Regions from separate parts of the Mus musculus genome. Here regions 1, 3, 4, 5 and 6 are each linked to region 2. The links are chromatin contacts, called in public Hi-C and HiChIP or PLAC-seq maps. All regions are on one chromosome and are shown on one strand. Each heading gives the region's core, a stretch centred on a gene start, on an enhancer-like site or on the middle of the called end of the contact. The rest is flanking DNA. Distances are from core to core; before and after follow the strand shown.

What was found. HiChIP or PLAC-seq counts read pairs in DNA pulled down with a chosen protein or histone mark. A called contact is a pair of places that touch in the nucleus more often than the background predicts.
Region 1: a CTCF HiChIP or PLAC-seq map of the NIH/3T3 cell line shows a contact between it and region 2, with 5 read pairs. The contact joins the promoter of Habp2 here to the enhancer-like site in region 2. A contact is called at or near these places in 9 of 39 promoter capture datasets (the 3T3-L1 cell line, the HPC-7 cell line, HPC-7-derived erythroid cells and 5 more), 1 of 15 datasets of contacts at CTCF or cohesin (the NIH/3T3 cell line) and 2 of 115 datasets of contacts at active chromatin or transcription factors (acute myeloid leukemia and embryonic basal ganglia).
Region 3: a FOXA1 HiChIP or PLAC-seq map of pancreatic cancer cells shows a contact between it and region 2. The contact joins two enhancer-like sites. A contact is called at or near these places in 1 of 15 datasets of contacts at CTCF or cohesin (large pre-B cells), 5 of 484 Hi-C or Micro-C datasets (B cells, adipose-derived mesenchymal stem cells, embryonic fibroblasts and 2 more) and 3 of 115 datasets of contacts at active chromatin or transcription factors (acute myeloid leukemia, embryonic basal ganglia and pancreatic cancer cells).
Region 4: a contact with region 2 is called in a FOXA1 HiChIP or PLAC-seq map of pancreatic cancer cells. The contact joins two enhancer-like sites. A contact is called at or near these places in 1 of 15 datasets of contacts at CTCF or cohesin (large pre-B cells), 2 of 484 Hi-C or Micro-C datasets (bone marrow-derived macrophages and nephron progenitors) and 6 of 115 datasets of contacts at active chromatin or transcription factors (bone marrow-derived macrophages, embryonic basal ganglia, embryonic midbrain and 3 more).
Region 5: a Hi-C map of muscle stem cells shows a contact between it and region 2, with 2.1 times the contacts expected there. The contact joins two enhancer-like sites. A contact is called at or near these places in 5 of 484 Hi-C or Micro-C datasets (adipose-derived mesenchymal stem cells, bone marrow-derived macrophages, liver and 1 more), 5 of 115 datasets of contacts at active chromatin or transcription factors (embryonic limb bud, embryonic midbrain, extraembryonic endoderm stem cells and 2 more) and 1 of 9 other capture datasets (embryonic stem cells).
Region 6: a contact with region 2 is called in a CTCF HiChIP or PLAC-seq map of the NIH/3T3 cell line, with 5 read pairs. The contact joins two enhancer-like sites. A contact is called at or near these places in 2 of 15 datasets of contacts at CTCF or cohesin (the G1E-ER4 cell line and the NIH/3T3 cell line) and 13 of 484 Hi-C or Micro-C datasets (3T3-L1-derived adipocytes, the Ba/F3 cell line, CD4 T cells and 5 more).

What each region holds. Positions count from the first base shown.
Region 1 is chr19:56,285,423-56,289,748 of GRCm38.p6, forward strand. Habp2 (hyaluronic acid binding protein 2) reads left to right here and starts at 2,490. Exons shown (of 13, transcript NM_001329935.1): 1 at 2,490-2,630. The coding sequence starts at 2,574. It overlaps Gm32257 (a long non-coding RNA gene), which reads right to left and starts at 3,248. Exons shown (of 5, transcript XR_877947.3): 1 at 3,135-3,248.
Region 2 is chr19:55,874,161-55,878,476 of GRCm38.p6, forward strand. The region is part of intron 5 of Tcf7l2 (transcription factor 7 like 2, T cell specific, HMG box); the gene reads left to right. Among named protein-coding and RNA genes, the nearest start is that of Gm52391, 62 kb to the right of the region's middle. Within about 2 kb of position 2,546, at least 104 of the 459 cell types and tissues checked have an H3K27ac peak or open chromatin away from gene starts, as enhancers often do. A contact at or near this core is called in 3T3-L1-derived adipocytes, the NIH/3T3 cell line, embryonic limb bud and 3 more, where this site is marked.
Region 3 is chr19:55,618,601-55,622,755 of GRCm38.p6, forward strand. The region is part of intron 7 of Vti1a (vesicle transport through interaction with t-SNAREs 1A); the gene reads left to right. Among named protein-coding and RNA genes, the nearest start is that of Gm41871, 80 kb to the right of the region's middle. Within about 2 kb of position 2,066, at least 40 of the 459 cell types and tissues checked have an H3K27ac peak or open chromatin away from gene starts, as enhancers often do. A contact at or near this core is called in pancreatic cancer cells, where this site is marked.
Region 4 is chr19:55,439,178-55,443,279 of GRCm38.p6, forward strand. All of the region lies in intron 5 of Vti1a (vesicle transport through interaction with t-SNAREs 1A), which reads left to right. Among named protein-coding and RNA genes, the nearest start is that of Vti1a, 130 kb to the left of the region's middle. Within about 2 kb of position 1,399, at least 31 of the 459 cell types and tissues checked have an H3K27ac peak or open chromatin away from gene starts, as enhancers often do. A contact at or near this core is called in pancreatic cancer cells and trophoblast stem cells, where this site is marked.
Region 5 is chr19:55,591,750-55,595,893 of GRCm38.p6, forward strand. All of the region lies in intron 7 of Vti1a (vesicle transport through interaction with t-SNAREs 1A), which reads left to right. Among named protein-coding and RNA genes, the nearest start is that of Gm41871, 110 kb to the right of the region's middle. Within about 2 kb of position 1,287, at least 80 of the 459 cell types and tissues checked have an H3K27ac peak or open chromatin away from gene starts, as enhancers often do. A contact at or near this core is called in embryonic limb bud and muscle stem cells, where this site is marked.
Region 6 is chr19:56,200,337-56,204,408 of GRCm38.p6, forward strand. No RefSeq gene overlaps it. Among named protein-coding and RNA genes, the nearest start is that of Gm32028, 25 kb to the left of the region's middle. Within about 2 kb of position 2,320, at least 28 of the 459 cell types and tissues checked have an H3K27ac peak or open chromatin away from gene starts, as enhancers often do. A contact at or near this core is called in 3T3-L1-derived adipocytes and the NIH/3T3 cell line, where this site is marked.

The DNA.
Region 1 (4,326 bases), core at 1,240-3,739, 410 kb after region 2:
CATTCAGTCACGACATGTGGCTTCTATTAACAGGAGTCCCGGGCACATCAGAAAGGACTCTTCCTGGCCGGGACTCTGAGTACGTCTTTTCTGAAGACAGAGGAACAGCTCAGTGGAAACCAGTTTCCCAAGCTTGTTGTCCAAGACAGGCCTCCACTGAGAGGCATGTAACCCAACACATGAGACCCTGACACCCAGTGCCTAGAACACAGACCAGTGGGGACACCTGAGTCCTCCACCACAGAGCGCCAAGGGACAAAATCAGGTCTCCCAGTGGCTCTGTTTCAACTCCACAGATAAGCAGAGATTACAGAGTAAGCCAATCTCCTGTCTTATAGAGAATTATCTCTAGAGAGTGTAGTGTAGAAATGTATTCAGTTCACATTATCATAATGATAAAACTTTGGGGAAACAAGAAGCAGTGTATTGGAGACCTGTAGTTATTACAAAAAAAAAAGTGAAAAATTGCCTCATTTGTTTTTAACTAAGGAAAGATGGCCCGATAGAGAAACAAGTCCAGGTTGCAAAGATGAGCAGCGAACATGCCCTGCTCGGGTCCTTTTGACACAGGAAGAGAAGCCTCTGGCTTGTTTTCTGGGAACGTCTCCACCAAGTGAAATTCACTAGTGCACGAAACAGGAGAGAAACAGGGATGCTGAGTCGGTGAATCAGAGTTGCCGCTTCTCCCCTCACTGTCTGCAGATGCTTCACCTTCAACCCCGGGACGCTGGGGATGCCTCTCATGGCCTCTCGCCTTGCTTTACCACCACATAACCACAGCCAGCACCCTCAGAACACCCTAGTGAGCCACTGAACTCCCACCATCACCTCCCTGTCTCCTTAAAGCTTCTGCCTGTGTGGTTTCTATTCCACTGACTGCTTCTCCATCTTTTATGCTTACCGCCAACTAAAGTTAGCTGATTTGCCTTTCCAATCTCAACCTGCTCCTTAAGAATGAAGCTCGAAGCCTGGGGGGTGGGGTTTGGTAGGTAAAGGGTCCTGAATTTGGATCCCTAGCACCCACAGCAAAGCTAGGCATGGCTGTCACACCTGTGACCTCAGCATGGGGAGATGGAGACAGGAAAGATCCCACACACTTGCTGGCCAGACTCTCTCTCTCTCTCTCTCTCTCTCTCTCTCTCACGCACACACACACACACACACACACACACACACACACACACTCTCTCTCTCTCTCTCTCTCTCTGCTTTTTCACAGTCAATTTGGTCTTCACACGGATCTGCTCCTACTTACTCCTGGGATGTTCATCTTGAGACAAATACCCAACTGTTCAACCGATTGTTCACCTACTTGTTCATGTCCCCCACCTAAATCTACTGAGTGTCCACCTATCTTAGGAGCTCACTCTTCATCTCCCTCAGCCTCATGAACATTCCATCAAAGGGGGCAGAGAGAGAAGAGATATTGATGGGATCGTAGATGTTCTCCTCATGACAGCTTTGTGAAGTTTGCATAGCAAAACCCATCTAGTGAGCGGCTTTGACTTCAGGTTCCTTCACAGGGCCTGTGGGGCTCACCACCATGGTCACTGGCTTCCAGAGGGAGGAGCAGCCTCTGGCTGAGCACCGTGAGTGCATGTGACCTGTGGGGTGGCTGACGTAAGCATCAAGCACGAGTCATTTGGCACCATTTCAAGCCTACATTGAAGAACCAGGTTGGAGGATTGCTGGAGCCTATACATAGATTATTGTGGACAGACAGGAGCGTGGGATCCGCTCTAGCTGAGATCGATTGAGTCCACAAGAATCTATCCTTCCCAGGTCATTTCTGCTTCTGTAGCCTGCCTGCAACCTGTGCTGCTAGGTAAGGAGCAGTGGGAACAATTGTCCCAAAGATGAGAACCACGGCTGTTTATCCTCCCCCTGGTCAAAGAAAGTCTCCAACTAAAGGGGGGGAAATAATTAAAAGTAAAAGCCTTATGTAATGAGATTTAAAAGAAAACTTTTGAAGCCAACAAGCTGCTGTGGGCAGCACTTCAAAGGGCCCAGGATCAATGTTTGTCAATAACAGTTTGGCATTCTTTAATTTATCGTTCATGAATATAAAGTGGGATGTTATTAGGAGCCCGTCCATGTCTTAGTTCTGCTTGAGATTTGGAGATCAGAAATCTAGCAGTAATCTCAGAGGTGGCAGAGGTTCTTGTCCGATCTGGAGTCCTTTATCCTGTGGTTAAGACGCCGCCCATACATCCAGACCTACAGCATTGAACATTCCCTAGCTCCTACCTGCACCCACAAGCCATGCGGCTCTTTATTTTGTCTGCTATCTTTGGAGACTTTTTTTTTTTTTTTTTTTTTTTTGCCTAAGACAAGGCACCCCTTGACTCTGCCCAACCCCCAAGTTGCCATTTGTTTAATCAAGATAGTTGGTTTGCAAAACATTAAACAGTATTTGATGCCTAGTTAATAATTTGCATCCTCTCCATTCGTTCCGGAATCCCTCGAGACTGACATTCCCCACCCCCCAGCCCCCACCCCAAAGGAATAGACAAGAAGAGAAACTGCAGAGGGAGAGAACAGAGAGGCCTTCAACTACACAGATATTTGTCAGGATGTTGGTGTTCCGTGTCCTGCTGCTAATCGCCCTGGTGGGGAAGTCAGTCATTGGGGTAAGTGGTCACCTCACGTTTCTTTGGTTGAGAGACTCTAAGGATTTTAGCAAAAATCAAACCATCTGGGTTAGAAGCAAGGGAAATCTTAAATTGGGAAAGGCTGGTGTTGCCAAGTTGTGTGTGTCCTGACCACAAGAGCTAAAACAGGCTGAATCACGGACTTCTGGGCAGTCAGTTTTACAATGACATGTGTGTGATATGAACTCTGTGGCAAAGCCTCCATGAATTCGTCCCCACAGAGGTGACTAAGGCACACAAGTACTCTGTATCGTGGATGAAATCTGGCATGCGCCTCGGAAATCCTCTGAGAAGTCCTGTCCCTAGGAGACTAGATTAGGGTCTCAGCCTTAGCTCACATGTCAGATTATCTATTATCTGGGGCTGACATAAGGACTCCTGAGCTTTGACCTCAGGGGGATACCCTGGTGGCTGAAATGAACCCAGCAGAGGGTTCACTTAGCTGCCTTCGATTTGTGGAGAAGCTCCATGGCTAATACTTACTCTTCTTTTTCCCATGACCACAGTAGATGAGACAGGGAAGATGAGCCAGGGCCCCAGGGAGCTTGTGGTGAGCCAGAAAGGGAAACGCTGTAGAGGGACTTTGGCCAGGGCTCTGAGACCTTTGGGTTGAATGAATAATAGAGATGCTGGCCTAGCTAAGCAAGGAACACACTGGCTATGGACCGAGGCTTGAGTGTTGAGCCTTGGAGCCAGAAACAGTGTTGATTTTGTCACAGCATAACTGAGGAATATATAGCCATAATAATACCGCCCCCCCCCCCCGCCCCAAGCCTCCAAGAAATCACCAACAACCAACTGCTCTTGTGGTAGAGGTCATGGCAACAAAAGGTTGCAGACATGGCGGCTTCCAGTAAACCGTAGCTCTTTCTGCTTTTGTTTTTCTTTGTGGTGCTGCTGGTGATCAAACCCAAGATCTTTATCTTGTGTGCTAGGCAAACTCTTTACTGGGAAGCCAATCCCCACCCCAGAGTCAGTTCTACTCCGAGAAAATGCCCAAACTGAGCGTAAGTCCCCTATGAAAATCAGAGCACAGTCCCTTTGACGAAGAGGCATGGAAGAGAGATGGGAGAGGGTGGGAGTCACTGTAAACTTCTTGCATCCAGTTAAGCACTTTTGAATTGGATTTCCCTTTCAGGGTGTTTCCTGAGGGAATGGAATTAAATTACAGCCTTGCTTATTAGCTTGTCCATAAGAGAATGGTTACACCTCGGCCTGAGTTAGCTCAGCTCAGCTGCCTTCCGTAGTCCCAGGTTCAGTTGCCCAAGCGATTTGCTTTAGAAAGGAATTTCTTTCCAAACTATGGGGTGGTGGCTGCAATCATAGATAGCTACCAAACCCGGTGATCTGATCTTATAATTTCTTGATGGGCACCTGGGCCTAAGAAAGAGCAGCTAACCCACAGGTGTACAAAAAGGCAGGGGAAATTATCAGAGGCCCAGAGAGAACTCCAGCGGAAAACAACCGAGCCTAAAGTTTGTAGGCAGGAAGGGATGACACAATGATTGATGTTCACAAAAGGATAATATCACCCCAGCCCCAACCCTCCCACACACCTTATTTTTTTTTGTAAGATCCAGGGAATTTTTATGATTATCAATGAAACTGTAAGTCAATAATGGATAAAAGGAAACATTTGAGGGCTAGCCTCTGGGCAATGAGCTTAGTCGAGTCC
Region 2 (4,316 bases), core at 1,296-3,795:
TGGGGTGGGGGGAGTCTTAGGCAACACTCATTGAATCTACAAGTCTATCATTTCTTACTGTTTCCTTTCAGGTCACTATATAAGAAATGATTTTTCCCCTACAGGGGTGATTTTTCCCCATGGTGTTGCATAGTGACTCTACAATTGTAGATCAAAAAACACAGTGCCCTGATGGTCTTACAGACGGCTTACAAATACATATGCCAGGGTGCCTATAAAACTTAGTTTGGTGTTTCTAACACCAAGATTTTTTTCCTGACTGCCCCAGAGATTGGGGATTCACCTACATGATTTGAAAGCTTGGGCGACTATTCTATCCTTCTGGCTGTCTGGGGCCTGGTTCCCTCATCAGATTCTTAGGCACATGGAACAGTACTGTTGGAGCTTGGTAGATGAGGACTTAGGTACATAAGAAGGCATAGGGCTCATGGGGACACAAGGCACCGGTGGCTCTTTAGATCCTGCTTGTCTAGGCTAGACCTCCTCACAAGTGTGGATGTGAATCTGTAAATTAAAAAAAAAAAATCCACACGACAGAGGGATGTGTGTGACAGGGATTGCAGCCCCAGGGAAGACTCTAGTTCCTGGGATGTCATTTAGCACTCCAGTCATGGGTACGATTCTATCCTGAAGAGAAGGATGTGAGCAGAAGGGATTCTAGCTGGAAGCCTTAGACTGAGTTCAGTTCTTCGTTGCTCTGAGGCTGCTCCTGTCTGGGGTAATTGCCAGAAGGAACACCCTATCAGCTTCTAGGATTCTGAGCTCTGTGGTAGTCAGACTCCTCCTCCCCCCACTCCCCCCATGTGAATGGGTTCAGTGTGAACTGGCTCAGTGTGAACTGGCTCAGTGTGAACTGGCTTAGTGTGAACTGGCTCAGTGTGAGTAGTTTTGGTGGTGAAGCTGCCAGACAAAGCTGCATTGAAGTGAGCGAGCAAGCTCCCCTTCAGGTTTTTGGGAATTATCAGGACAATGGTTCTGAACAGAGTCTGGTTACCACAAGGCCCATTTCTCTGCCTCTCCAAATCTACACTTCTGCAGCAACCATGGTTCTTTTGGCCCCGGTCTTACTGAACCACCTTCCCAATCTAGTGGTTTCTGACTCCATGTCCACTCTTGCCTCTTTAACACCAAATCTTTGCTCCTCCCCTCTTAGCCCACACTGATCCAGGCGCATACCTGCCTATCAGAAGCAGACCTATGAGGTGGTAAGCAGAGCATTCTGGCCTCATATGCTCTTAGAAAGCAGGGGATTGGAGGTGATTGGTCACAAGGATCCAATCACATCAGGGAGGGCTATCTATGAGGCCTTAGTCATCGGTTTTGTAATAACTATTCTCAGTCACTTAAAAAAATGTTGTCTCCAGGATTAAAAGAGAAAAGATGCTTCGGGGAGACGATCAGGGCCTGCCCTGTGCATAAACAGATAGCAGAGAGATAGTACTAAATTGAATGTTACCCAACAGGTTTGGTGTGCGATTTGTTGGGCCTGGACTCCTAGGAAAAGATGATAAAATAACTCAAGACAAGGGAATGGGCCAGTGACCTAAAAGCACAGGCTTTTGAGTGGATAACCATAGCCAGAGTAATTTTAACTTGTTCACAGTAGTCGCTGGAGATTGCTAAGTGGTGACTCACAACAGGACCCTACTCTGTCAGCCTCTTTCTAAACTTTGAAAACTGAGACCCAGATAGAGCAAATGGGCTGTAAGACTCCCAGGCTTTGTTACCAGGTCACATAGCATCCCACAGCAGAAATCCACCTTCCTGCTCGTCTCTTCCCACCCGACCCGGCCACTCCCAGTTCTCCGCACACTCGAATGTCATTCAGTAGTACCCAAGTTCTGTGCAGAAGCCAAAAGTCCTCTGTGGATAAATGTGTGGAATCCAGTGTCTGGTGTGAAGTCACATATTTCTCTCTGGAAATCATGACTTTTCTTGGGTGCCCGGGATCCTCAGGGGCTTCCATGCTCATGAGGATTTTAATCCAAGCATTTCTGCTGAAAGGAGACCGGGAAGCAGGAGCCTAGGACTTTTCCATAAGGAATACTAGAAATCTTGCAAGCAACGACTGTGCTTTTAGCAACACTTAGCTGAACCTATCATACAGGCTGCCTCATGCCTGTAAGGCCAGCACCCAGGAGGCTGAAACAGGAGCATTGCTGTGAGCTTCAGGCTACAGAAACCACACCCTTACCATTTATACGAGATGGACATTAGTTTGTTCTTGCTTCTGTCTTTCCCCAAGGCCTAGTGTTTGGGAATTCTTTTAGGGTGATGCTTTCTGGGATTTGTTAACATCTCAGAGATCTGAAAAAGGACTCTTTGGAACAGTTTTCACCCCCAGCATCAGGGAGAGGAAGTAGGAGAGAGATCACCAAGTTGGCTGAGAGGCTGTTGACCACGTTGGAGTTCACTGGTGGTTTTTACAGCTCTACTCTGCTCTTAAGAGTCCCGTGTCTTGTAACCAGGAAGCAGGCTGATGCCCTGGGTTGAGTTCAGCAAGTTTGTTTTGACTTGTGGCCCACAAGGAGAGAGAAGTCCTCATTATGTAATGTTAAACTGGGCCGGGAATGTCAGCTGGGCCCTGCTTGCCAAAGCTTGAAGAGTTGGTTGGGAGCAGACTATGTTTAGTATGACTAATCCAGCTTGGCAGGGTAAAGGGGTGGGTGGGTGTCACTCTGAGAGGGAAGGATGACTTAGACTATTTCAAATATTAGCACTTTGTATGCTCTGTAGCTGTCCCCAAAGTAACTCAAGTAACCAACTAAGTTGAGGCCTCATTCATCAACTAGTGCAATACTGACTGTTGACTGGTGGAGTCAAGACACCAACAGATTCCTCTTGCAAGGAGGAGAGGCAGGCTTGGGTCCTGAGAAAGCTTCCCATAGCAGCCTGTGTTGGTCAAGAGTGGCTGGCAGGGTACTCAGTAATTAAAGCCAGTATACAAAGCCAACACTAGATTCTGTAATAAAAGTCGCAGTGAATCCCAATAAAAATGTAAAGGAAAGGAAAACATGGCCCACTTTCCTAATAAAGATTCCAGAGTGTAATTTAGAGCCCCCGCCTCTAGCCTTTTCCATCTTTATTTGGACGCTTTTACGCCTTTTGCCCCCCCCCCCCCCCCCCCGCAAAGTCCAGCTTGGTCCTTCCTATGTGACAAAAGGACCCCATTTTTATGTAGATGCCTTTAGTTGGAGACAAAAATAATCCAAAAGCATGTTTGCACAACCATCCTTAAACAGTGCGTTCCCTGACACCCCCCGCCCCCCAGTCACACAAAGGTTGCTCTTTGGTAGGGTAGATGCCCTGCCTGAGGTGAAGTGGGGAGTCGCTTTTGTCTTTTCCCTGATGAATGGATGTAAAATGTTCACTGAACCTGGAAGCACCTCCTTTTGTGCCTGGTGCCCCCCTAACACAGGCTGTTAAACTTGGGGCAATTGCTCATGGTGGGGGATTGAAAGGGGCCATTGTGGGAGGAGGGGCCCACACTGAGACCATTGTGGGTATAGAGATGTCATTGTTTCCCAAGCATTACGGAGTAGACTCTGGGGACCCCCGGGCATCAGTGTGCCCAGCCACTGTGCCGACTGCACAGCATTTGCAGGGTTGGATTGTCCCCTAAGCACCAGGCCTCAGAAAAGCCAGGCAAGGTCCTCTTAGGCTGGACACGCCACAGTGTGCCCCCTGCAGGATGCATGTGGTATTTCCTACAAACATCAGCTTACCAGGTCCTTTCCTGCTCCTACCTAGATTGTACCTTTTTTTTTTTCCTGTCTTGATCCCCAGACCTCATTTCTGCAGGGAGGTCACTTGTCCTCCAGGTCCCAGGGGAGAAAACATTTGTTAAAAATCCCTTCTTCCTCCTTAGGAGTCGAAAAACTCCCTGATTCCTGCTGGTGGCTTTACATTCGGCTCCCCTTTGGCCATATGGCCTTCAGAGGACTTCTGATCTTAATTACAGCATTCAGCCTTTGTTTATTTAAAAATCAAAAGGCAGATAGGCTATTGATGGTTTATCTGTATTAATTGCAGTACCATACCTGCCAACTGTCCCCTCGGTTAGTAAAGGACCTGCTATGATCCCTGCCAAAAGTTTACATGTGTGCACAGATCACTTAACACAGCGCGTTCAATAGAAGCTCCTAGCTTTAGAATTGCCACGCAGGCATTTTGCACTGCAGCCCTCTGCCAGGTTGTGTTGGCTGACAGGGATGCAGACACACGGTTAGGAAGAGCAGCTAGGAAGTGCTTGAGTTCAAACATGGAGTCTTCACTTACTGTGTTAGCTTAGAGTCTTGGGGCTATATTGTTGGCGA
Region 3 (4,155 bases), core at 816-3,315, 260 kb before region 2:
ACTGGCAGGAGACATGCTCCTCTCCAGCACTACGGTTAGAATCATCTTCAGTAGGCCACCATTGTCCCTGCAATCAGACCCAGTAGAGAGGGACTAGACTTTTTCCCTTGGTTCTCTAGGGAAATCCCCAGCAGGCTTTGTGGTTTGGGTGTCAGGCCAGCTTTCGAACACTTGTTTGTGCAAGAAACAGAGAGTTTTAATTGGTAGGACTTGCCTGTGAACCAAGACGGAGCCCACCCCCAAGGCAGGCTCAAGGGAAGGTGCAAGCTGTGCCAACCCTTGTGTACAAGCAAGGGCGCTGCCGTCATCCTTACTAGACAGTGGCCAGTAGCTAAGCCTTATGCTGTGCTTGTGTGCAAGAACCCCTTCAAGGTCACAGGCTGTCTCCCAGGTGACCTCAATCCTCAGGCCCTTTGGCGCACATGACCTTGACCGCCTGCCTCAGATTCCCAAGTAGCTGGATCTTTGGTTGCCTACACCACCAACACACTCTTTTTTTTTTTAACATCTCTACCAAGCTCTATGTCCGAGAGATACAAAAGATAAAAGAGATTCGGGCTGTGGAAGGGCCACTTTCTACCGGAGAAAACTTCACAGAAACAGAAAATCAGACACCTGTGTGGTTAGCATAGTGGGAAGCAAAGAGCAGGGAAATCCAAGCTTGAGCTGGCCCAGTCCGGAAGCCCTTATTAGAGGGCGCCATAGATCAAAGCCCCGGTGAGGAAGCTCTGTGACTCAACCCGAAGTGCTCTTTGGTTACAAATAATATAGGACCCAAATCAGGCAGTATTGAAAAAATGAAGTTAATTTATTTTCTCATATTAATCAAAGTTCAAAGGAAGGGTGGCTTGCTATAGAGGTTGATCATGCTTTCAGGGCGGGGTCCTAATTGTCTGCTCTTCCATGGCCAAGCTTGTTTCTTAGGCTGACTTCCTCATGCAAAGAAAATGGCTGCTAGCTGGCTTCAGTCACTGTAGCCAGGGAAATAGAGTGAGCACACTGGCCAGTCTGGCTTAGGTCACACCTCCACCTTTGGAGCCAGGGCAGCATGGGATGCTGCAGACGACCCTTACCTGTGCCTGTCCAGATGCAGTGGCCGAGCAGCTTGCCAAGTGCTCATAGACACCATTGCCCACGAACATGCAGCCGCCTCTGCTGAAGAAGCTCCCTGCCCTTCCAGGTGAAGATCCGTGACTGAGTGGATGCAAAACGAGCCCAGCTTTGGGCTGGCAAGGTGACTGGGCAAGTAGAAGTGCCAGCCACTAAGCCTATGAGTTTGAGTTTGGCTGAAAGCTGTACAGTGAAAGAAAAGAGACAAGTCCTCTGGGCTCCACACGGACACTGGCGTGCACACAAGTAAACAAACATGTAAATGAACAAATGTGATTTTAATATCTGTATTTAAAAAAACCAACCTTTGAAGATAAAGAAACAATAATTGAATCACCAGGCGTAGCGTGAAATATTTAAAAAACAATCCATGCTATCCAATCCAGGAAGGCGTTACAAGCCATAGTTAGACCATGGCTGCTGGGCCATGTGCACCCCACACTTCACTGCACCTAGGCGGCCCCTCCCCTTGACTGAGAGGAGCAGTTGTCATACTGCAGTAACAAACAATCCCCACACCTATCACCTTTGAACAAATATTCTGTGGACCCAGGAGAGGCCACGGGGCAGTGACCGTCCAGGTGATAGCAATGGGGTGCAGGTCCCGTGTCCTGTCTCTGCAGTCTCTGGAAGGTTCAGGCTCTACATCTAAATATGGGGATAGGAAGCCCACTAGAGGATAGAGCACCGAAAGTCAACCACGTGCCCATGCCAATGCACACCACCAAGGACTAGGTCAGGGCAGTGAGTGCTGGACATCTCCAGAAGCTCCCTGAAGAGTGCCCTCGGTGGTACGGTCCCCAATGCCCCTCACGCAGGAGGAGATGAGGGAGCCACCTGCCTCCTTCACGTGAACCAGCCTTCTGTAATTCTGCATGCCACACACAGGAGCAGTTTCCAGAAGGGGAGGAGACGGGCAATGGAAGATTAACTGCTCCCCGGGTTCCAACAGAAGGATCAGTGTTTTCAATAATACTGTGTGAGTTTAACCTCAAAGTAAATGGTTAATTCGTCTTCTATCAACAGCACTGTGATTCATAATGTAAACTTGGAGAATTCTTGATGTTTCGGGCCACATTCCTTTTAATTTGCCTCTGCATTCTTTTAAAGCCACAGTGTGCTCACTTGATAAAATGCAGCGTGCAGATGCACGGGTTTCTGCCTGGAGGCGATTTAGCCTGGCTGGTTCCGTGGACGTCTTCTTTCAAGTGTATACTCTTTCTTAAATTATTTACTGGGTAAACACACTTTGCATTTTCAAGAGGGATATTAAGACTGTTTGCTGCTGGCCTGGTGAAACATCAAGGCCCCTTACCCAGAGTTAACAGCAAGTTACTTGGGGCTGCCCCCAGAGTTCTTTTCTGGCTCACTAGCAGAGTTCCTTGACCTGGCCGGCTTTTCTGATTCCTCCCAACTCTACAAGTGTGCATTCAGTTCTGTTGCCCAGAGTGACCAGGATTGGCCAACAGCAGTGGGCAGCGGCTGTTCCCCAAGCTTCTTCAGCTAGGGTCTGCCACTGCCAGCCGTTATGTCCCCTCTCCCTTCTGGGTCAGCCCTGTCCACTCAGGCGGGTCATTTTCTGTCCCTAGAGAGACACATTTGCTGAAGCACTTCACAGTCCAAATCTAGGCTGGCGGCCTGGTCTCTGGGTGTTCTAATTCCTTCTGCCCTCTGCCCTTCATCTCAAATGTCTGGCATCCCTTTTTGTAGTAGCACTAATGTCTTCCACCACCGGCGCACACTGGCCCGGGTGGCCAGTCATTCCTCTTCCTTCTGGGAGAAGAGCCAGGGCTGCTCTCAGGAGTCACTGTAGCGTGTGGCTCCATCTTTAGGGCTCGTTTCAACTTTGACCTCCATCCTTCCCTACTCTTACATTTCGTGCCAAGGGAATTTGCCCGGATCTCTTCTGCCTTCTTCCCAGCATGGGAGGATTATACCGACCAAGGCCGTGCTCGGTCGTCACAGTCCCTGGAAAGTTAGTTCTCTGCCCCGCTCCCACGTGCCAGCCACACCTAAAGCATAATGTCCAAGCTTCAGAGATGAATTCTACACGGTCACTACAAATAGATCCATCAGAGCCGCAGGGGCGTGGTGACAAGGATGCCAGTGGACATGGCTGCACAAGCCAGGGGACTTGGGGACTCCGGTGTGCTTACTCTATTACCATGTTCCAGACTCAACTAGTGACGTCCATAGTTACCCATCCTGCCTGTCCATCGGACACTTGCGGCCCTCATCCCACACTGTGGGTGGGACACACTACCACACTGAGAGTCACACACCGTGTCAGGTCACTAGGGCAGAACCTTAAGTTTCATGCTTTGAATCTGCTTTACTGCTGAGATTCGGTTTCCTGATTTGTTTTGTAAATCTGACACGTGGGGTAAACAGAGGTTTGAACAGTGACCTCGGCATAATGGGAGCTGAGGGGACCATTCCAAAGACTTGTCTCCCTCCCAGAGAAAAGGAGAAAAACCAACTTGAATGTTAGAGGATGCCTAAGTAGGTCCAGCCAGCGTTCCTAATTAGCTTCACTTTAATAAACTGGAATCCTATTCTTATTTACTTACTGAGTGGGACAGAGACTCCTTCCTGCCTCCCTGGGTAAATATGGCCTGTTAAGTCTGAATTAGCTGTCATCACAGAAGAATTAGTGCCGGGCACAGGCTTTCTAGGGACAAGAAGAAATAAACAAGACAGCTTCTTCACAGAGCCTCCTATGATAAATGAGGACAGAGCACACCATTCATCTCTGCGAGAGGAGCGGACATGGCTACTCAGGCAGCTTTGCGGAAGACGTGTCAGCAAATGGTGATCATTTTGTAACCTGTCAGGAAGAGAGGGAACCCGTCCTGTTAGGGGCCACAAGGGAATGGACCACTCTAATGGGTAGTACCCATCCACCCATGAAGAAGGAAGGGTGGGAGGGAAGGATGCCACCAAAACGGCAACCTGGTGTCATCCTCCACTCCCAGCCACAGGGACCCTGTGAAGGTTCCTCTAAAAATGCCCAAGTGGAGGCTTGACTCAGCCCCACACGCCTCT
Region 4 (4,102 bases), core at 149-2,648, 440 kb before region 2:
GTTTGCAGCCCCATAGGAGGAACAACAATGTGAACCACCCACTACCCCCCAGAGCTCCCAGGGACTAAACCACCAACCAAAGAGTACAGATGGTGGGGCTCATGGCTCCAGCTGCATATGTAGCAGAGGATAGCCTTGTCAGGCATCAATGGGAGGAGAGGTCCTTGGTCCTGTGAAGCCTCTATGCGCTAGTGTAGAGGAATTCCAGGGCCAGGAAGCGGGAGTGGGTGGGTTGGTGAGCAGGGTTGGGGAGAAGGGATAGGGGTTTTCAAAGGGGAAACCAGGAAAGGGGATAATATTTGAAATGGAAATAAAGAAAATATCTAATAAAACAAAAAGAAAATAATGTCCATGAGAACAGATCTGTTTTGTTCTCTCTTATATCTCCAGCTTCTAAACTTATGCTGTACAGAAGGGAAATGTTCCATATATATGATCTAATAAAGTGGGTGAAACTCAGTATACACCAGGCTGGTATGTGTAGTACTTAGCAGACCCTGACTGGTGTAGCCATTTTGGGAGAATGAGATTGAAGGGAACCACTCATCTCCAGGGTCAAGGTTTGGAAAACCTTCAGTGGAGAAAGAGACAGCATGAAGGTGAGCCTAGGTTTGGGACACTAAGTAATATTTAGATTTATGAACTCAAGGACAAGGTGGAGAGAAACCACTTAAACAAAGGTACAGAGATAGAATAGCCCAGGATGCTTTAAAAAGGAAAATACTAACCAAAGAGTAGCCAGAGTCAACAATGCCTGATGACAGTAAATATTGAATGTTAGTAAAGACTAGTCAGCGAGTCTGCTCTGCCTAAGCCATTGAGATAATATTCAGAAGGTCTAGGCTAACATCCTGACCTGGCATTCATTTACTCTGTTTTTAATGTAAGCATTAATTTGTATGTGGGAATTTTATAGTTATCAGGCAGTTCTCTTAAATGCAATCATTAATTACTCCATTCTTTAGCCAAGAAATTAGGTCTTAAAGAATTCACCTCTTCTTCTATCACAAAACAAGGATATGGTGTGTCAAGTGTTTTAAGTAAAAGCATGGGGTGTGCCATTGGCTGTCACTTAGTCAATAAAAATGGTGCCTTTTTCTCTCTTAGCAGTGACTTTGTGAAGGACTTTGGAAAACTGAATGGACACATCTGAAATTGGGTTTCAATTTTGAGAGAGCACAAATGATCACAACTCATATCACTCAGTGGCCTAGTACTGTTCAAATACTGTTAAAAGAGTTGCCTTTTTATAACATTACAAACAAAACAAAACATAAAAGTACAAAGCCCCATTTGTGGGATCTGGGCCATATCCATGGGAATGCCTGGATGAGAAACTATTGAGAATGTGAAGAACCGGGGCTGGAGAGATGACTCAGTCGTGAAGGATGCTTGCTACCTTTAAAACAACAAATAACTGAATCCCATGCCTATTACTCATGGCAGGAAGCTCAGAGTCACCTGTAACTCCAGGTCCATCTGATGGCCAAAGGGCATCTGATGACCGTTTTGGCCTTTGCACACACTTTATACATCTTCATGTGCACACAAACACATTAAAATTAAACCTGTTTATAAAACAGAGTGGGAAGAGCAGGAAAGTGTGGGTGTCGGCTCCTCGAACCACAGTCACACCAACCAAAGCCTTCCCCAAAGAACACTTAAATGTGAGCATTTTAGTCGGCACGCGCAGTTGAGTATCAAGTCATTAACTCCAGCACACTTCCTCCTTCTTAAGAGCAGAGCTGAGCTTAGCTGTCCTCTGACTTCAGCCTGCCCAGTACCTGCTATTCATTTCAGAAATGAATTCTATTTTTTCAAATCTTTTACTTAGGCAGGTCCACAGTGGCAGAGTTCACACCTTGGCTATTGCTTTAAAAAATGAACAACTGATATGCAAAAGTTTGACAAACTTGAGCTAAGGTCACTGAAGGCTTAAATGGTAAGAGCTTAAAAATATTAAGGCAGACAGAGACTAAATCTCCTCCAGGTCGATCCTACAACCTGAAATGTTTTCCTAAACATATAAACCTTAAAATAATGTTAATAAATCTAAAATGCCTCAAGTAAATGTGGAACTCCAGTTGTTTTAATATAGAAATATTAGCACTAATGGGTTTCTAAGACATCTCTGTAGACTTATGGTTAGTGTTTTCAGTGTTAGCCTTTATGAAGCTGGAACTCACATGTGTTCATAAGGGATGCATACACTGGGAAATTGTGGTCAAAATGTCAAACAGTAAACATCAGAGTTCAGGCTAGTTCACTTCAATATTTATGTTAATTTTGTAAAAACTTATTTGGATGATTTTCATGATAGCCTCCACGTTAGAGAAAAACCTTCATGGAAACTTATTGAGGATCAATATTTTAAAAATCGTTTGGTCACATAGAACTACCTGACAGTATTATCCAAATAGCCTGCTAAGGAAAGCTGCTTACCCTATAAATGTACCTTATGATTAAAACAGTACATCATTATCTGAGGTCCAAAGTCTTCTTGGTTAATAGATTTAAACGGTTTTTAATCCAGTCAATAAATGTGAAGGTCCACTGGCTACATTCTCTTCAGGCTTCTGCTAATTAATTATGGCTTATTTTGCTCAAGTTCTATTGTCATGCTGGCTGTGTAACTCAGGGCAAAGACTCACTCTAGTGATTTGCACCTTGAGGTATTGAATTGGAAGCCAATCAGGCTTGACTCAAATGAATTTGGACACTGGCTAAACAGGAACTTAAGAGTGGTGCACCAGTATTCCCAGCCCTGCTCTCCCTAACAGTGAAGCTCTGGGGAATAATTGTTTTACAAAGGTCCTTTGGTCCTGACAGTGTGGAGCTGCTCTTGGTCATCGAGTAACAGAGTTCTGGATAGTTTTGTTTGACTTTCCAACAGAAGCTGTTGCCTAATTTTTTTTTCTCATTGTAAAAAACTTATTCAATTTTACTGTTTTATGGGTTTTCTCATTATTTCATGACTCAGAGTACTTTTTTTTTTTTTTTTAAATAAGGACTTTTCTCATTATGGAATTTTTCGTCCCTGAACCAGGCTCACTGGCTGGGTAGACTGCCTGGCTAGGCCCACTGGTGGCTAGACTGGCTGACCAGAGTGCCCCAGGATCCGCCTGCCTCTGCCTCCAGGTTTGATGTTACAGAGGCGCCTCCTAGCCTGGCTCCTGGGGATGCCTGGTCCGGTCTTCTACAGGCACGGAGTAGTTAACTGAATGAATTCTCTCCCCAGCCCAGCATCTGAAATCAATACATTGCCCAGTGTGTGTATGTGTCCCCGCCACATCCCATGTATGTGCCTGCGAGCGATGATCAGGCGACTCAGATATTACCCAGTGTTTGGGAAAATTCCCGTATGCCAGGTTACTTTAAGACATATTTTTTTTTTCTGTAGCACCTATTTTATTAGCTAGATCAACCATTATTCAGTATGGAAAGGAACTACATCAATGTGAATATAGCTACTAGATAGGTGTCCATTGAGACTGTCTCACAGGCTGGTTACCACAGCCATATCCAGCAAGCCTTTCTGCAGTGTACACTCACTCACAGTGACTGTTACAGTGGTCCCTACAATCCCAACTACTCCTGAGCGCTAAGACAGGGCCATTGGGAATTCAAGATTAGCTTACATGCACTTGCATCTGTGCGTATATATTTGATTTGGGGCTGTGCTGTAGATCACACCAGGGCCTTGTCCATGCCAGGCAAGCATGAGTTTCCTTTTATAAGCACTTAACCCACACCAGGAGAAGCTAGGGAGATAACTTAGGGCTGACTGCTGTATGCACAGGCTGCTCTTCTAGACAACCCAGGTTCGATTTCTAGTATCCACATAGTGGCAAACATCCATCTATAACTATTTCAAAGAAGTCAGAAGCCCTGTTCTGGCCTCCGTGGGCCCTACACACCATGTAGTGCACAGACATACATGCAAGTTGTGTGTGTGTGTGTGTGTGTGTGTGTGTGTGTGTGTGTGTAAGTAAAACCACTTTGTCCTCTAAACATGCAATGAGAAAAGACTCTCCACAGCTGAAAATCTGCTTTGTTGAGGGAAAAGTGTAAGTGAGCTAGAAGTCACTGCTTTATGGGCTTT
Region 5 (4,144 bases), core at 37-2,536, 280 kb before region 2:
TGAATTCAGGGTAGTAAGCATTCCGCCTCTTCCAACATTAATCGTTTCCATGCGACGGGAGCTCAGAGCATGTGATTCTACAGCGCCCAGATGTGTTCAGGAGATTATCTAACCATCAGTGGGGCAGTATAACTAACGTCTGTCTCTTACGCCCCTGCCATCTCCTGGCCTTGGAGCAGAAGTTAGAAAGAAGAGAGAACTGACTTTATCCTCAGATGACTAAGACAAGGCCCGGTGGCATCAACCAATACTTCAGTTCTCAAAATGAGAGAGGCATAGACATAGCAAAGGCCAAGTCCTGTGGTAACCACGGTTGCCAAGCCAAGAGCCATACTGTGCCTGGGAGCCCAAGTCCATCTGAGGGCAAACACTTGCAGTGAGCAGACTTAGAAATAAGTTCCAGGCAATGGTGTCAAGTTCTTCCATTTTTCAAGTGACACAGTTGATCTGATTCATAGGAAGTACCTGGAAGTGTCGTGAGTCAATTAAATCTTATTGCCTGGAAACCATTTATAAGAGGTCATAAATTATTGAAACAACACAATTAGAAGTCCCACAAGCAAATGAGTTTCATGTGTTATGTATAGGACTCCCCTGAACCTGAGGACCCATCAAATTGATAGAGTATGTTTATGCGGATTGTGGTGCCCTTCTGTGTTCACAGGAGTGTGTTACCATGCAACAAGGCTGGCATAGCCCAGGCTAGACCAAAACAAGGAAATGAGCTTTCCACCCATGGGAATGATGCTGGCTGTGTCCCAGTCAGCCAGGACTATTCGACTGTCTTGTCCTTAACATGCACTCAGCAAATGCTGGTCATCTGGCAGGAGAGTGCGGAGGGGGTCCTACAACTGGATTTGAAGATTGCTTTTCTAATAGCACTACCTTCAATTTTATTTTTTAATATGTGTGTGTGTGTGTGTGTATGTGTGTGTGTGTGTGTGCGCACACAGGCTCTAAGGGTTGTCTTGATCTATTCCCATGTAAAACAATGGTTTTGTCTGTGGGCTACGAAGCATAGTTTAAGGTGACATAAGACAGTGTAACACTGGTCCCCTTGCCACCAGATCTATGTATGGTTTACTTAAATAAAGAACTGCCCTAGAACACAGCCATGCATGATCTCAGCCCAGAGTTCTTCCCCCAGCCCCTCAGAACTTCTCTCTGTAAAGTCATCCCCTCCGTTGCTGAGGTACCTGAAGGATATGAGGATCGAAGGAAGCCCAAGCCCCATGAGGTTAATGATCAACACCTTATTTTCACCATGTTGACTGTTTCAGCCCCGAGCTTAGGTTGTTATCAAGGCAAACCACACCAGTGCAGACAAACTGGGAACAAAAGGCTGGTCAGAACTAGTGCAAAGGCGGCAAATTTGAGCAGAGTAATTAAAACAGGATAAAGGCAGAAACAGTTACACAGAGCGCCGGTCTTTCTTGTACATGCGGCTCAATTTGTGGGTTTTAAATATCACCGGATAACTTTCCGAATCTATCCATGCCTTCTTCACTGGTGGCAAATGTGTCACGTGATCTGGGAGAATAAACAGTTCCTTGTTAATTAATTTATACAGCTGTCAGTGTGGCTCTCTCAGTCTCTGCTCTCTAAGTGTTTCCCTGCCATAGATTTTTCTTGCCATTCCTTGGCAAGCCTCCAGTGAGAGCCTGGGATTTATAAGGCAGACTTGGTGCAAAGTCTATTGATTGTGGCCCCAAGGGTAATAACTAACTAGAGCCAGAGCAACAAGTCAATAACCGCATTGTTGCCGCAGCCCGCACTCGCCGGGGGAGTGAGATTGTTTTACAGCAGCCGAGGGGAATCATGGGCAGATCAGTGTGCTCAACACGCGCTGGCTGCGCAGCGTTAGTGCCGAGGACCATTTGAAGACTTTGAGCAGGATCGCGCTGGCTGCGCAGCGTTAGTGCCGAGGACCATTTGAAGACTTTCAGCAGGATCGAGGGAGGATGGGGTGGGGTACTGGGATTACAAGCCCTGTGAACTCCTTCATTACAGCTTAAAGGTTTCAACTTTAGTTTTTAACATCTGCTGCAACCTCAGAGAGTTGAGGTTCAGGGCTGATGTGAGGGAGGGCAGGCTCTTGCGCCCAAGCACTAGATGGTCCGCTCAGCTCGCTGTGTGTCCCTGAACTCTGTGCACAGAGAGAATGCCTCCCAGCTGTTGTCTGTCTTCTGCGCCTTCCTGATGAGTGACATTGCCATAGTGAGTCAGACCCAAATGGGAACACAGAAGCCAGTTGTCCACGGGTCTCCAGTGACCCAGACTGGACGTTTTGCAAATCTCTCACAGTGTGTGTGTGTGTGTGTGTGTGTGTGTGTGTGTGTGTGTGTTTTAAAAGTATTCTGTGCAAGACTGATAATTTTTCCCACTCTTTCTTACTTTAATGAATCATATGGAAATTTATGCCAAAATATGAAACTCGAGAAGCTTTTTCAAACTTTCTTGCAGTGTGAGTCACTTTAACGGAAGGTCCGGCCGGGCACGTGTGCCTCTCCACCCGCTCTCCATCCTCCGGCAAAGCAGAGCGTGCTCACTGTTCCTAAGAACGAAATCAGTGCCAGGCCAGCAAGTGAAGAAAAGGGTGAAGGGCCTGCCACCCAGACAGCCTACACTTAGTCGCTAGGACCTATGTGATAGATTGAAAGAACCAACTGCCACAAGCTAGCTTCTTATACCACCCTCCCCTCCCACATATAAAATACATGTAACTAACATTTTTTAAGTAAGGTATAGTTTATTCAGTACTACCATCCAACATTTGATTCAAGCAGGCTACTGTGAGACGTGAGTGTCTTCTTATCAGGTTTTTTCGTTGTGGCTTCGAGGGTTGTTTGCTATTTCATCTAAATGAAGAAATCCTGGTCTACTAAAGTTCACCTTTGTGATGCCAGCATTTTGTGACATAGCAAGATGACCAAGCTTTGGCAGAAGAAGGGAGAAGCCTGCAACAGAAGTTCAGGAAGTTAGTGGCACACTTCCCTAAGAGAAGCCATTAATAATCACCACAAAGGATGAGTGAATGAATGAATGAATGACAACAAGCATCCCAGTTTGCAAAGGAAGCATTTCATTTCATTTCAGTGGTCATGTTTATCATAACCAGACTCGAGACACCACAGTACCAGTACAGACAACCACATTGCGCTTGCAGGGATTTCCCTTGCCAGGGCCAGCTATCTCTGTCCACTAGGCAGTCTCCTGTGGGTCAAAATCCTTTCAGTGGGGTAAACAGGGCATGAGCAGTGGGAAATGATAGCTCTGTTCTGGAAAGTTAAGGAGGTGGCATTTGAGCTTGTAAACCAGTGGCCACCTGAGTTATCTTTTTATGGAGACTAGATTTTTGACACACAGATAAGCTCAGCAGGACTTAGCAGTGACTTTTAAAAAACCAACCAAACAAACAAACAAAAAGGCACCAGGCTCTACAGCGTAGACCTCCTGTCTTTTCATAGCCCAGTAGCTTAATAGAGACTCAGGCACACTCATAGAAGCCAGTGTGGGGAGCCAGACCTGTTTTGAGCCATTTCAGGATAACCAGGAGTTTGAAAATGTCCCTTTGGTCTGTAAGTGTGTGCTCACATGATTCCTCTAAAAGGCCAGTGCATTAAATCTTTGCTTTGACAATTAGATCATCTTCAACCGTTTCCAGCCAGCAAGTGGTTTTCATTACTTTATTGGGGCGGGGTGTCTGTCTCTCTGTCTGTCTGTCTGTCTCTCATGTGTGTGTGTGTGTGTGTGTGTGTGTGTATACACATGTGTACAGTTTCTGTGTGGGTTGTTCTGAACAGACATCCAGATATTATTGCATCCCTTCAGCAGGTGGGATTGGAGAGCAGGGGAGGCCCTCCTCTGCATAGCCTGTGTGCTGTAGGTCTGCTGCTCTGTAGGGCCTGCTCCTCTCCTACAATCTTCTCTTGTTGCTCTTGTTGTCCCGATCTCTAGATTCCCAGAGATTCGCTTCCTGTTACAAGCTACTTGTTAGCATTCAGCTCTGAGTTGTCAATACTAACTGTTTAATTCCACACTTACCCGGACACCTGGAATGTTGATAATCAGGGGTTTGGGCAGCAAGGTGCTTTTGGGAAAGGAGCTTAGCAATTTCACATGTAGCTTCCTTCCTTAGATGGAC
Region 6 (4,072 bases), core at 1,070-3,569, 330 kb after region 2:
ATACACGAAACCAAAGACCAGAGATGGAAAAAACTTGCCCAGACTCACAGGCACTTCACATAGAGCCCCAATCCAGATCTCCTGAGACACATCCCTGTGCTGAGCTATAACCAACCTCTCTCTGCTTCACCTGCTCTCCAGAGTCACCAGGTTTGGGGACAAATGATAAGCGGATGCTTTCCTGTGGAGTGTGATGCTGAAGAGGTTTCAAATCTTCTCTGAGTTGGCTGAGCCACATGGCTAGGTTCAGACCTCAGCCCTGAGTCTGACAAGTCAGTTGATCTTGGGCAGGTCAGTAGTTACCACTGTAGAGGTCACTCAATGTAGCCATGGTTTCCCTCCCCCCCATCACTCCTCTTTTGGATAATTCTTGGCCAGTGTCCCTGTCCAATTGATTAGACAAACCTTCCTTCAGTGATCTAGAGCTGGCCGCTGGTCAGACCACGAATGCTCAGAGAGAGAAGTGAGGACTCACAGCCACTTCAACGACAGAGACAAGTTCTTTAGGCAGAAGGAAAAAGGAAGGGGTTGTCTGGTGAAAGTTGGTATTCAGAACCAAATACACGCTCTGAAGACCACCCTGAGACCCTAGTTACGACATCAAAAGCAGGTTTCAATCTTTATATTTAGCTCTAACAATGGGTATCTAAATCGAATTGTAATGATGCACACCAGGTATGGAGATAAACATTATTTGCATACTTTATTATTTATTTATTTATTTATTTATTTATTTATTTATTTATTTATTTATTTATTCATTCATCTATTTATTTAATCTTCATAACAACAGTCCCTCGGTGATATCATCGATGGGTAACTTGAGATTTAAGCGATAAAGGTTGCAGAAGCAGTTATGTAAACAGCGCCCTCTGGTGTTGGGAGGCTGCATAGCTGTACCTGAAACAGCTCTCATCTAGCCTATGATAAATTCACATAACCTATTTGCTCTTTAATTGCTTCCAATAACACACACAACATCTCAGAAAACAGACGCAGAGGCTCAGCTAGAAGGTGATGGAGGCTTCTAGAGTCCCAGTCATCACCCTACAAGACCCTTCGCAACAAAGTTTCATGAACTTGGCCTCCAGCGGCACATCCGAGATGCAGATTCCATGATGGAAGAGCTTTACTCTGTTTCCCTGGAGACTCTGGCTCAAAAGTTGCCAAATGAATGTTGATTTACAAGCGAGTAAGTGAGTAAGCTGTCCAGGATACACACCAAGAAGGGTTGCCTTGACAAAACTGCCTGTTAGGCTGTTAGATCCTGGTGTTGGAGGTTGGAAGAGCAGGGCTTCTGGCCTTGATGCCAGACAGTTGATGGAGCCCTCAGTGCCCAGACTGAGGCTCAAAGGCTGTGCTTCCTAATGCACCCCAGAGTTCCTTAGCTTTGTACAACAGCTGGCCAAAAGGCAGTTTCTTTAAAAAACTAAGTCAATCCAATGTAGGGTCCACATGGCCACTGAGTTGATGTTGTTGAGAGAGCTGGACTGTGGATATCCAGCCCTTCAAGCAGATGTTCTGGTTGGACCTCTTAATACTTCTTAATGCAGGGAAGACAGGTCAGGCCAAGGCAGCCCTGTGCCCTGCAGGCTGGCCCCCTGAGCACTGAGAAGATTCAGAAATGCTGCCATCTTGTGGCACCTCCAGGCCAGAGCAAGGTGGTCCCCAGCTCCATCCTTTAGCAAATCAAGCCCAGGTCTCTCTCTCTCTCTCTCTCTCTCTCTCTCTCTCTCTCTCTCTCTCTCTCTCTCTCTCTCTCTGTTCCTCTCCCATCTTTCCCCAGCTGGACATCAGCAGAGGAAAATTTGTGTGAACACAGTTTTGAATCTTTTACATTTATTTCCTGAAAAGAACACAAGAAAACCCTCTTTTAATTCTTAGGACTCTTCTGACAGCATGCTCTGTCAAAGTCTGCCAAGGAGAGGCTCTCACATCTAGGGCAACATCTTGGACCCAGCTCAGGAAAAAAGCAACAGAACCCAAACATGCCTACAGATCAGCCTGTCCTGATGAGGACTTGAGGCTCTAAGAATTCCAGATTGGACATGAGAATTCCTCTCAGCCTCTGAAAGCTTTGATCACAAACTGGATAATACCACACTAAAATATTGATCTGAAATGATTGTACCTGTTGGTTAGGGAGTCCAGATTGTGGTCCCTTGGGTTTCTAGATGGAGCTGGCACTTGATATGCCCAAGGAGACTGCATTGTGACAACATAACATTCGGATGCTTGTTCATCCTCAGCCTCTGGGTGTCTGCAGCATTCTAAATAAACAAAGTCCAGACAGGCGATCTGTCAGTGTGACTCAGGGCTGCAGGGTTGCACACTCGCAATCACAGAGCCATGAATGAGCAGGTCTGCCCACCCACTCCTGCTCTGCCCGCCCATGGAGGCTGCCTTGGGTAAAACCATCAAGGTGTGGAAATTGAACTTGGTACACACAGTCTCAACCCCCACCCCCACTCCCCAGCTCTCCTAGAAGTTATAGATCCACAGGGACCAGGTCTCTAAAGGAAGGGGTTGGGAAACAGGATGATAAATTATGACAGAAACAGAAAACTGGAAAGCCGGACGTGATTGTGTCATCTGTAATCCCAGCATGAATGCTGCTGAAGCAAGAGGACTGGCGCCAGTCCGAGGCCAGCCTGGGCTACAGACTGAGACTGCTTCCAAAAGAGAATGGGAAATGCTGTGAATATTACTGGAGGGAAAGAATAGGAAGGAGGGAGAAAAAGAAAAGGAAAAAGAAACCCAGATTGGACCCTGTGAGGGCCTTCTGCGCACTGAACTGAAAATATGAGCATTTGAGCTTAGGGGCAAGGGACAATTCATCCAAACGCTTGCTAGTCTACCCAGCGAAATAATCAGATTGAACCTGACAACCACAGTTATGTAACACAAAAGAGAGCCTGGGACTAAGAAAAATGGGGTATCAAACTGCTTACTTAGTTTCCCCCGGGGGTCAACAGCAGGGTCCAAGAACTCTACTTCTTTAGGCATGAAGCAGATGCTAGATACAAAAATTAGAGACCTCTCCTGAAACATTGCCCCAGGCCTGCTGGGCCCATAGCTCAAAAAGGGAGAAACTCAAAAGGGTGCCCGGTCCCGAGTGTCAGAGCGGGGTCCACAGCGCACATGTAGCTGGTCCGGGGCTTCCTGTGGTTAGCTCTGGAGTTTATATAGGCTGTCTGTTTCTCCCATCCCCATATCCCCAGGAAGAACACTACATCTTCCAGGAAAGCCGGCTGTGGGTTACGGAACATCCTTCCGGAAGATAGAATGAAGCAGCTAGTACTAGAGGACAGGAGTAAAGAGAATGAACACCCTCCTCCAGACACAGCTCCTCCCACTCCGGTTGTGGTTAGATTGACCAATGACTTTGCGCAGAAATGACCCATGTGCCTTTCACATCTGAAGCTAGACATCCGAAATTCTTTCCTCGGCTGTTTGAAATTCGGACTATTTGATATGATGGTAGCTCCATCAGTCTACTTGGCTCCATGATTCCCGCTACCAATATGGGATGGACTTGGAGTATGTCCACAAATAAAAACCGAGAAAAAGCGTTATGTTTCTTAGGGTGTGTTCCCGCACTGGGAAGCTGTTGTTTCGTTAGCACGACTTAGTCTGTCTTGGCTGGTACAATGGACTTGGTTCAGATAAGTAATTCTGGTACGAGTTTGAAACAGTCACTTCCTGTCTCTGGACTTCATTTGGCTATGTGCTTCAGGAGGGCGGGATTTGCTAAGAGTCAGTATTCACAGCAGAAGGAGGAAGAGTAGAACTAGTTATTTGTGAGTCACGCTCACAGAAACGCTCATAGCCAGGTCCAAAGACACTTTCCTGCTCCTTCAGCAACGGAAGGAAGGAGGCCGAGGATGCAGGGTCTCTAAACTGCATCTATGGGAAGCTTGGCCCCTCCCTATCCCCGAGTGCCTGTTAGTCCCCTGAACCCACCCAACTCCACACTCAACTCACTCATTGGCTTACACATTCCTGGTATGTAGTTTTATCTCAGGAAGCAAAACAAACAAGTTCACCAAAAAAGCCAAGTTCGGTGGGTTTT